Regions from separate parts of the Mus musculus genome. Here region 1 is linked to region 2. The links are chromatin contacts, called in public promoter capture Hi-C maps. All regions are on one chromosome and are shown on one strand. Each heading gives the region's core, a stretch centred on a gene start, on an enhancer-like site or on the middle of the called end of the contact. The rest is flanking DNA. Distances are from core to core; before and after follow the strand shown.

Region 1 (4,752 bases), core at 702-3,201, 90 kb after region 2:
ACCAAAACACTTCTGGTGGTGGGCTGCAGTTTCTTGCCACTTTCTTAGACTCAGGCTGGTGGGCAGAGTGATGTCAGCTGAGACAGACGCACATGCTGAGGCGAGACTCGGAGGACACATGATGTTTGGTGAGAGTATAAAAAGGACTCAGTGGACAGTGATGGAGGCAGAGCTAGGCTTGCTTACAGAGCTAGCTGTGCAACGCCTGTTGGTTTTGCTTATCCGCTGATCTTTGCTGAGGCACAACTGAGGACTTCTCCTGGCATTCCTCCTGGTCCATCCTGCTGACTTGTGCTGAGGCTGAGGCCTGGCTGTCTCTGCTAGGTAGTGCCACTGCTGCTGATTTGTGTTTGTTCTCCCAACTCTACTGAACCAAACTGGACTGCTGGTGCATCTGTGACATGTTTGAGTGGATAAAGCTGCTGCTGCTGCTAACTTGTGAACTAAACTGTGGATTTCCAGACAACACAGTCGGAGGAAGTTGTTCCAAAGAACCTTTCTAAACAGATCCACTTCCCCTGTATCCTTTCTTTCCCACTACCTCTGGTGGGAGGTGAGCCTCAACGGAGGTTAAAGCGTTTAAGAACCATCATTAAAAATAGGTTTTGGGAAAATTAAAGTTACAGTTGGAAGTACCGGCTGCTCTTCCAGAGGACCCAAATGAGAGCCTTTTGTAACTCCAGTTCCAGGGAATCTGATACCCCTAATAAAAACAAATTATAATGTCATCATGGAGATCCCAATGAATTATAACGCTTCAGCAGCACTAGTTACCAGCACACCCAGATGTGATGAGCCTCTGGTTGCTATTCCAGAGGAGGGGCTCATTTCCCAGCATCCATGTGGGGACTCACAACTATCTGCAACTCCAGTTCCAGGGCTTCTGACACAGACACACAGGCAGGCAAAACACCAATGAACATAAAGTAAAAGTAAATTATATATTTAAAAATAAACAATAAGCATTTTACCATTAATGTGCCCACTCAGAGGTCAGAGAACAACTTTTGGGAGCCAGTTTTTAGTACAGTTGATTTTAATGCCAATTTGCCAGAAGTTATAATTGCCTAAGCTGGGAGCCTCACTTGAGGAAATGTGTTGATCTCCTTGATGGATGTGTAAAGACCCACCCTAGGCAGCATCTTCCAGTAGCGCCAAGGATAAAAAGGCACGGCGCCTTTGCTCCTTGGTCTCCTCTCTTGTCCTGCTGCTGCAGTTGCCTTCCCTGATGCCAGAACCAGCTTTTCCAAACTCTCATCATGAAAGACTAGCACCAGCAGCTCTCCAGGAACCGCTCACTCGGCCTTTTGGCACCAGGTTGGAACTGCGGAGGCACCAGCCTTGTGGAAAAAGCAGCTGTTGGTTGTCTGGCTGCCACCCATGGAGGACAGCCGCTGTGGGACTACTTCAATTGCCGAGGCACTGGCCTCAGGGACCACGGAACTCCTGGGTTCTCAGCTGGGGGTGAGGGAAGAGAATTCGATTGTTGCTGTTTTAAAGGAGCCAGGAGAGGGCAACTCCAGATCCGAATAACTGGAGTTGCCTGGAGGAGTTGGTTTGAAGCTGAATTGGAGGCCAATTTTTTAACACATAGATTTTGAAACATTAAGCATCTGAGTGGGGATGCCAAAGAGCCAGTTAAATAAATAGGTCAGGGGTCGAAGCGGAGATCTGGCTGGGGTAATAAGAGAAGTGGCGAAGTCATGGAATCCTCAGGGTCTTTATCCATTACTGTGTTTTTATATAGTGTATACATTTTTTGGCCCCCAAAAGAAGGTATTCGGGCGGGGGCGGGGTGCAGAGAAAAGGACCACAGGCTGAGAGGAAAGCGGCAGTCTGGGGCTATACAAATCCTGTGACCACACGCAAGTGACTGCTTTGCTGGGGGCCTGCCCTAGACTTGAGTCAACATTTTCAAAACTAACCCCTGACCCAGTATCCTGGAACACCCAGGGCTTGGAGAAGCAGTGTTAAAAAAGAGTTGGGTCAGAGGGAAACCAGGGACCAGGCTGAACCTTCTGCAGAGATCGTCCAAAGCACACGATTGGATTTTCAGGGTGCACGGTGACCTTAGACAACCCAACTCGGGTCTTCAACCTTTGAGAAACCAGAGTGGGAGATGTAGTGGCCCAGGAAGCGGTGGGAGAACTTTTTATTTATATAAATGGCTATTAATTGAGATGGTTCATTTTTCAACAGATTCAGATGTGTGAACAGCGAGTCTGCCTTCTATTTCAGTTCCCTTTCTACACAGCCAGTGTTAGTGATTTCATCATATGACCACTGTATTCTGTTATTTCAATGGTGATAACTTAACAGTTCCCAGTTAATGGAGATCAAGTCATCTCCAAATTTTGCCACTACAAACTCTGAATAATCTTTTACATGTCATTTCTAAAAAAAAAAAAAAATGTAAATTGCATGTATAGGTGGGAATTTTGTTAACATGAAATAACACATAATAGTATGTGCATTTGTAATTTTGATAGGTTTTACCAAGCTGCTATTGTAGGAGTGTATCTTATGTGCTCACACCAGCACTGTAAGGGAATGGACATCTTTCCATCAATCTTCACTACCCTGGTAGCATGGCCAACTTTTTCCTTTGCTTGTTTGGGAGACACGTCTCACCTCAGTATGGTCTACTATTTTTCTCACTTTAGAAAGGCTTATTTGCGTGTGTCCTTTACCCGCATGTATATGTGTTCCTTGGCTGCCCTGGAACTGGAGTTATAGACCGTTGTGAGCTGCCATATGAATGCTGAGATCAAACCCCGGTCCTTTGGAAGAGTAGGCAGTGCTCTTAACTGCTAAGCCGTCTCTCCAGCTCTTAGGAAGACTGTTTTTTAATGTATTTGAAATATTTCTATATTCTTCCTGTGAACAATCTGCTGCTTGAAGACTTTTGTTGTTGTTGTTGTTGTTGTTTTGTTTTGTTTTGTTCTGTTTTTGAGACAAGGTTTCTCTTTGTATCCCTGGCTGTCCTGGAACTTATTCAATAGACCAGGCTGGCCATGAACTCACAGAGATCCACATGCCTCTGCCTCCTGAGTGCTGGGATCAAAGATGTGCACCACCATACCTGGCACTTGAAGACTTTTGAAGAGAGAGAGAGGAAAAAAAAGAGTTTCAAGACATTTTTAAAAATGTCATAGACAATAAAATATTTCTATTATTCAAATTTAGTTTAAAAAAATCTTTCAAAACATTTTAGGGAAAATTCAAGAACAAAGGTTACAGTTATATAAAATCTTAGTTCGGTGACAATGCCCCCGGGGGATCTGCTTAGCAAGACCACCATGAGAAGTCACAGAATTGAATATTTGAACTGGATAAATCTTTCTGAGTGTTACCCAACCTCAGATATTTCATTATAATAACATAACATTGACCAAGATTATGTTCATAGCCAGATAGCCAGTGAATGATTAAAGGTTTTTAAAGACGATTTCTCAAAGGGTTTTTTTTTAATCTCTTAATTTTTTTTTACCATGTATCAATTCCCTTTGCTTAACAGAGCCTAAGGTTAAAGCATATGAAAGCAACAACTGAGCGAATGCACACACACACACACACACACACACACACACACACACACACATACACATATACACACATAGACACACACAAACATATACACACAGACACACACACATTTATGTGTAAACACATGTCCACTCTACACACTAAAATGCTTCAGATTATAATATCCATTTGGTGTTTTCATCACCAATGGACCAATCTGAGATTGTATATAAACAATTAATACAGAAAATAAGAAAGAAATGTGCCCATGCTAAAGCTAGTTGATTAGCTTACTTTTCAAGTTGAAGCTCTTTGAATGAGAATAAGGGAAATTACCTGCAAACATTATGTTAAATTACATGTCATTTTATGGCTTTACTTTTTAAAACAAATAACTTTCATTTATAGTGTCTCCCTACAGATGTTTGTGTATCCCAGCTATTTGATGAAACAGCCACAAGATGGTGCCATGGTTAACATGTTAGCATAGGGATTTGAGAACTACAAGGGGGAACACGGACACATCATTACATGGAAGATGCCGTCATACTTTCCCGACTCAACTGTATCACTACCCATTAGTGAATGCCATTTCCAGATGACTGCGTTTCACATCCGTGGTTTTTGTTTTTTGTAAACAAATTTCCTCATTGGGCCTATTAAGTAATGATTCAAATTGCTATAGAGACAGAAATTAGACCTTTTCTACTTTACAAATTGATGGATATATTTTTAATGATCTCTTGCTTAACTTTTATGTCAAGATTAAACATACTATCCAACTGGATTCCTCTAACTAGTATAAGTTAAATCTTAATACGGGCAAGGCCTTTGCTGTGAATAGAATTGAGGTCCTCCAAATTCATAGTAGAAGCTCTAAGTTTCTGTATGAAGAGCTGTAGAGTGAGTTTTTAGAGAGGTGACTAAGTTAGGTGAGATCTTAAGAGTGAGACTCTTGTCTTTGGCTTGCTGCATTTATAAGGAGACATAAAAAAGATCTTAACTCTCTTTCTATCTCTACCAGGTGAGGACATAGCCAGAAGAGAGCCATCTGTATGCCTGACTATGCGGGTACCCTGGTCTTATGGGTGTAACTATGAAAAAACATATATCTGCTTTTTTGATCACATAGTCTATGATATTTTTAATAGAAATCTGAACACACCTCTTCTCTCTTTTCCTCCTCTTCTTCCTCCTTGTCTTCTTCCTCTTCCTCCTCCTATTTTT
Region 2 (4,570 bases), core at 1,532-4,031:
ACTGTATATTAGCTATAGGAAACTTGTTTCTTTGAAGAACGAGGGGTTAAACATAGGGCCTTATGCATTCGGGGCAAGCATTCTACCATTTGGTTGCATCCCTAAATTATTTGTTTGTTTGCTTGTTTATTTAGTTAGTTATTTGATTTTTCCAAACAGAGTTTCTCTATGTAGCCCTGGCTATCCTGAATCTCACTCTGTAGAGCAGGCTGTCCTCAAGCTTAGACATCTATCCACCTCTGCAAGTGCTAGGATCAAAGGTGTGTGCCACTGCCACACCCAGCATATCCCTAGACTTTTAAAATTATGTTTATTTTGTCCAGGTGGTGGTGGCAAACACCTTTAATCCCAGCATTCATGAGGCACAGGCAGGCAGAACTCTTATTCAAGGCCATCTACAGATTGAGTTCCAGAATAGCCAGGGCTACACAGTGAAACCCTGTCTTGAATATAAACAAACAAGCAAAGTAAAGCCCCCCCCCCCAGAATAGCTGAAATTACCTGCATTTGCCACCATACACAACTTGGAAATATTCCTGATGACAGGTATTGATGGCCAGACACAGACATGAATCCTTTTCAACACCAAAAACACAACAGCTGTGACTGGGTGTGGGTTCTGGAACCCTGACTCTAGGGGTGGTGAGGGAAAGAAGGAAAGACAGATACAAATATAGACAGGAAAGCTGGGTTTAGGTGGGAGCATGCTACCTCCGATGGAGGGCACCTACTACCACAGCTCCCCACCCCCTGGAACCTCAGCATGCTGGCTAGGTACAGCACAGGGGGAGGGGAAGGAGATCTTAGTTGGAAACCTCTGTCCATGAGCAGTTTCAGGTTGGAAACATCTGGGAGCAGGAAGCTGCAGTTTCTAGTTTTGTGCTCAGTGGTCACTTTGTCCCACTGGAACCTGGGAGGAAAGCTTTGCCAACCCTCTTGAGCCTGGCCCACATGGGGAAACTGCTTTGCCAGTTTCTCATGGGCCGAAGGCCTTGGTGTCCTTGGCATCACAGTGCTCTGTCAACATTACATACACAGACTCCAGGATTCCTCTTCTGCCTAATACAATCAAGAAGCCTGCCACACTGAATGAAAAACTTAGCCTGGCTTTAATATTGAATTCATAGCTATCTCTAGGTAGTTGAGAAGATTCATCAGTCATTATTTTTTTGCTAGGAAAGTAGGTCAGTGACAAATCACTTGCCCAGCATGCACAAGGTCCCAAGTTCCATCCCTAGTACTGCCAAGAAACGGGAGGAAGATGGGCAACAACAGAGAATGGCAGAATCATTCAAATTGGACAAGGCCATAGCACCTATAGTTCCCCCACCTCAGGAAGCCAAGGAGAGGGGCTCACTGGAGCTCAGGAGTTGGAAACATGCCTTGAAAAACAGGTGCCAGGTATGGGGCACGGGAGGCGGCAAGGTCATTCCCAGTCACAGAGTGAATTTGAGGCTTTTCTGGGCTACAATGAGACCCTGTCTCAAAACAAAACCACCCAAGTGAAGTGTTAATGATTCACACCTACAATCTTAGTACTCAAAGGCTGAGGCAAAAGACATATGAGAGTTAGCCTGGGCCACATAGTAAGTTCTAGGCTACCCCAGGATACAGTGTGAGATCTTGTTCCCTCAAAAGCCAAACAAGGACAAAAACAAACTAGCAAAAGAGAAAACAAAAGGTGGGTCTTTGGCTGGTGTGAAGACCGCAGGGGCGTTTTTGGGGTAGCTCCACAGGAGCTGACTGAGGAAGCAAATCACCTGCCAGAGCACATGTTCAGTGTGGGGAAGGGTTCCCATTCTGGAAACAGACAGTAGTCTGCGCTGAGTCTTAGGCTTTTAAGCTTGGGATGGCAGCCTTGCTCAGGAGCCATGTCGCAGCTACAATTTGAAAGTCTTTGAGATCTGATTAGAGAAAACCCCGGGCTCTCCAAGCATATCAATAAGTACAAGATGCCCGTGTGCATCAGGAGCCACAAGAAATCTTGACCCAGTTCTGAGATGCTCTCCTGAATTGCTATGCTAATGAGGAGGATCATTGTTAGGAATACACATGTTTTGAGCTGGCTTATTAGTAGGGCCTGTTGGAGCAGCCATGTGATTCTAGCTGTGCAATAGCTGAGGCAGGGGGATCACAAGTTAACGCCCTGCCTATACTATGAGAGTGAATTAGAGGCCAAAGAATTGAAAGCCTGTCTCAAATAAGAAATCAGTCTGGGGTGATTCCCTTCCAGGTCAGTTCCCTGTGGCTTTCTCTAGCTTATCTACCTCAGTACACTCTGCTTCCCTGACTTAAAACAAAAAACAAAAACAACAACAAAAACCAAGCCTCTTAAAGTGTTATATACCTTGGGCAGTGGAGACAGGACTACAAGGAGTCATTCTCATGGGCTACACAACCAGCTACAACCCAGCATGGGCTACACAAGATCCTGCCTAAACAAGGGAGCTGGAAATATAGCTATTTGGTTAGCATGTATGAGATCCCAGGTTCAAATAAAATCTGTCTCTGTCTCTGTCTCTGTCTCTATCTCTGTATCTCTGTATCTCTCTCTCTCTCTCTCTCTCTCTCTCTCTCTCTCACACACACACACACACACACACACACACACACACGTTTTGCTTATTGTTGAGAAAGTTCTAATAAATTCTTATGAGTGATGTTCATACCAGTACCAAACTGCCTTTTCTCCATCCAACTTACCTCTTTGCTCTAAGGAGTTATGGTAGCATTTAAAAAGGCCTGTGGCTCAAGTAGGACCTTTGCCCAGGCTATTGCTGCAATGGAGGAGGATGCTGAGAAGGCACTGATGCAATTCTGAAAACATTGTGACATCTATGACTATACCAGGAACTTGTTTGTGGTTAGGGTGATGTCACCAAGGTATGCATGCTTGGCATGTGGAATAAGACACTCAAGAGGGTCATCTGGGACTACAGAGGACTCACCAAGGGTAAGGAGGTAGCACTATCAGGAACGCTGGGCTGGCTCTGGCCAACAGTTTCACCTGGGTGTGGATGAGGGCGATGCTGTGCCCCCGGAAGAGGTTTCTTAGCAACTGGCCCAGGAGTTGAACGGAACAGGAGCACAGCTGCCGACAGGAAAAGAGAAAAGCAAACGGCAGAAGAAGACAAACAAATCCCAAGAAAATTCAGAGAAGAGTTGAGAGGAAGCTTTGCAAACTCTAGTGATCTCCTCAGAAACACTTAGAGAGAAGACTGTGGTGGGGCTTGGTAGGACACTTGCCTGGTGTGCTTAAGGTGCAGCACCACCAACAAAGGAATGTGGACCCCCATATCGAAACCTTCAAACCTTACCTTATATTCCCTCCTTGCTGTCTTCCTAATCCATGGTCGATATTTTCATTAATTGCTGTTACATGCATATATGTATATACACATGTATATCTAAATATAGCCTGCTCAGTCCGTATATGTTACTCCTGTGTATGTTTTCAGGGCTGACCACTTGGTACCGGATATCCAGTTGGTGTGCTCTTCCCCGGGAGGGAAGACTATTTCTCTCACTGTTAGCATTCTTTAGTTGCCTGTTTAGTTCTTTGTGTAGGGTTGAGGCCTCATGCGCCACACCACCCCACTTTGGCATGTTTACTATTGTCCTGGTTTAGCTCAGGTTTAAGCAGTCATGTTGGTGAGACTTTATTGGTGTAGCTTCTTCGGACATTCCTAGGAGAAACAGACTCACAGCAAATTCTCTGATCCTCTGACTCTTTCCAACCACTCTTCTAGAATGTTCCTGGGCCTTAGGTGTAAGAGTGTATCCAACGGCACTGGGCTCCACAACTCTACAATTTAATTGGGCAAGGGCTTTGACTTGTTCACTTCCGTGTCTTCACAACTGTGTCTTCAGCTTTGACAATTGTATCTACAATTGTGTGAACTATAGACATTGTTTTAAAATACATATGAATGGAACATGAGAGCAGAATGTTAGAGATGTGACCTCCTTCCCCAAGGATTATGGTATCAAGTGAGTCATGCAGTGACAAAATGATTAAAAAGCATAATGAAGGTATAGACAGAATGTTGTGTTTGTCAAACTTGTCCCTGCCAAGTGGGGCTCTGTATTCCGAGATAGGAAGTCCTCGAAGCTTTCAGAGAAGTAGGCTTAAGATGCAGAATGAATTGCTTAGTGTTTGAACAGTAAGTAACGAAACACATTAGAAAGGCAGGATGTGGGAAGAAGAAATGGAAAAATTGCCTCTCTGCCTGTTCTGCATTTATTAATGGAGCAGTAATGATGAGGCCTGGCCAGCACATTGAGCTGCACAGTTTATATGTGTTGTAAAGGTGCCCGGCTGGGGCAACAAGAGGTGACTGCAATTCAGAAGTTATTTTCCAAGTTCCTGAAATTGCCCAGAGGGCAGACTCTTCCCTTGTGGTGCACACTGTTCTATTTCCACAAAGGCACTGCAGAATATGCCAGGGGTCTTACTGTGGGTAATGGGGCAAGCCAATCACTAGTGTGTTGGGGTCCAATGCAAAGAGTATAGCCCCTTAGTTGCCACAGAAGTCTTTACTCCAGCAATACTAGAGTCAGATTCAAAATG

The links. Capture Hi-C pulls out chosen DNA fragments and counts their contacts.
Region 1: a contact with region 2 is called in a promoter capture Hi-C map of adipose tissue. The contact joins two enhancer-like sites. A contact is called at or near these places in 1 of 15 datasets of contacts at CTCF or cohesin (the NIH/3T3 cell line), 3 of 484 Hi-C or Micro-C datasets (the 3T3-L1 cell line, bone marrow-derived macrophages and myeloid progenitors), 4 of 115 datasets of contacts at active chromatin or transcription factors (the SCID.adh cell line, embryonic stem cells and forebrain) and 2 of 9 other capture datasets (adipose tissue and liver).

Annotation. Positions count from the first base shown.
Region 1 is chr4:109,573,135-109,577,886 of GRCm38.p6, forward strand. No RefSeq gene overlaps it. Among named protein-coding and RNA genes, the nearest start is that of Gm40226, 25 kb to the left of the region's middle. Within about 2 kb of position 1,952, at least 10 of the 459 cell types and tissues checked have an H3K27ac peak or open chromatin away from gene starts, as enhancers often do. A contact at or near this core is called in adipose tissue, where this site is marked.
Region 2 is chr4:109,481,945-109,486,514 of GRCm38.p6, forward strand. No RefSeq gene overlaps it. Among named protein-coding and RNA genes, the nearest start is that of Rnf11, 7.7 kb to the left of the region's middle. Within about 2 kb of position 2,782, at least 70 of the 459 cell types and tissues checked have an H3K27ac peak or open chromatin away from gene starts, as enhancers often do. A contact at or near this core is called in adipose tissue, where this site is marked.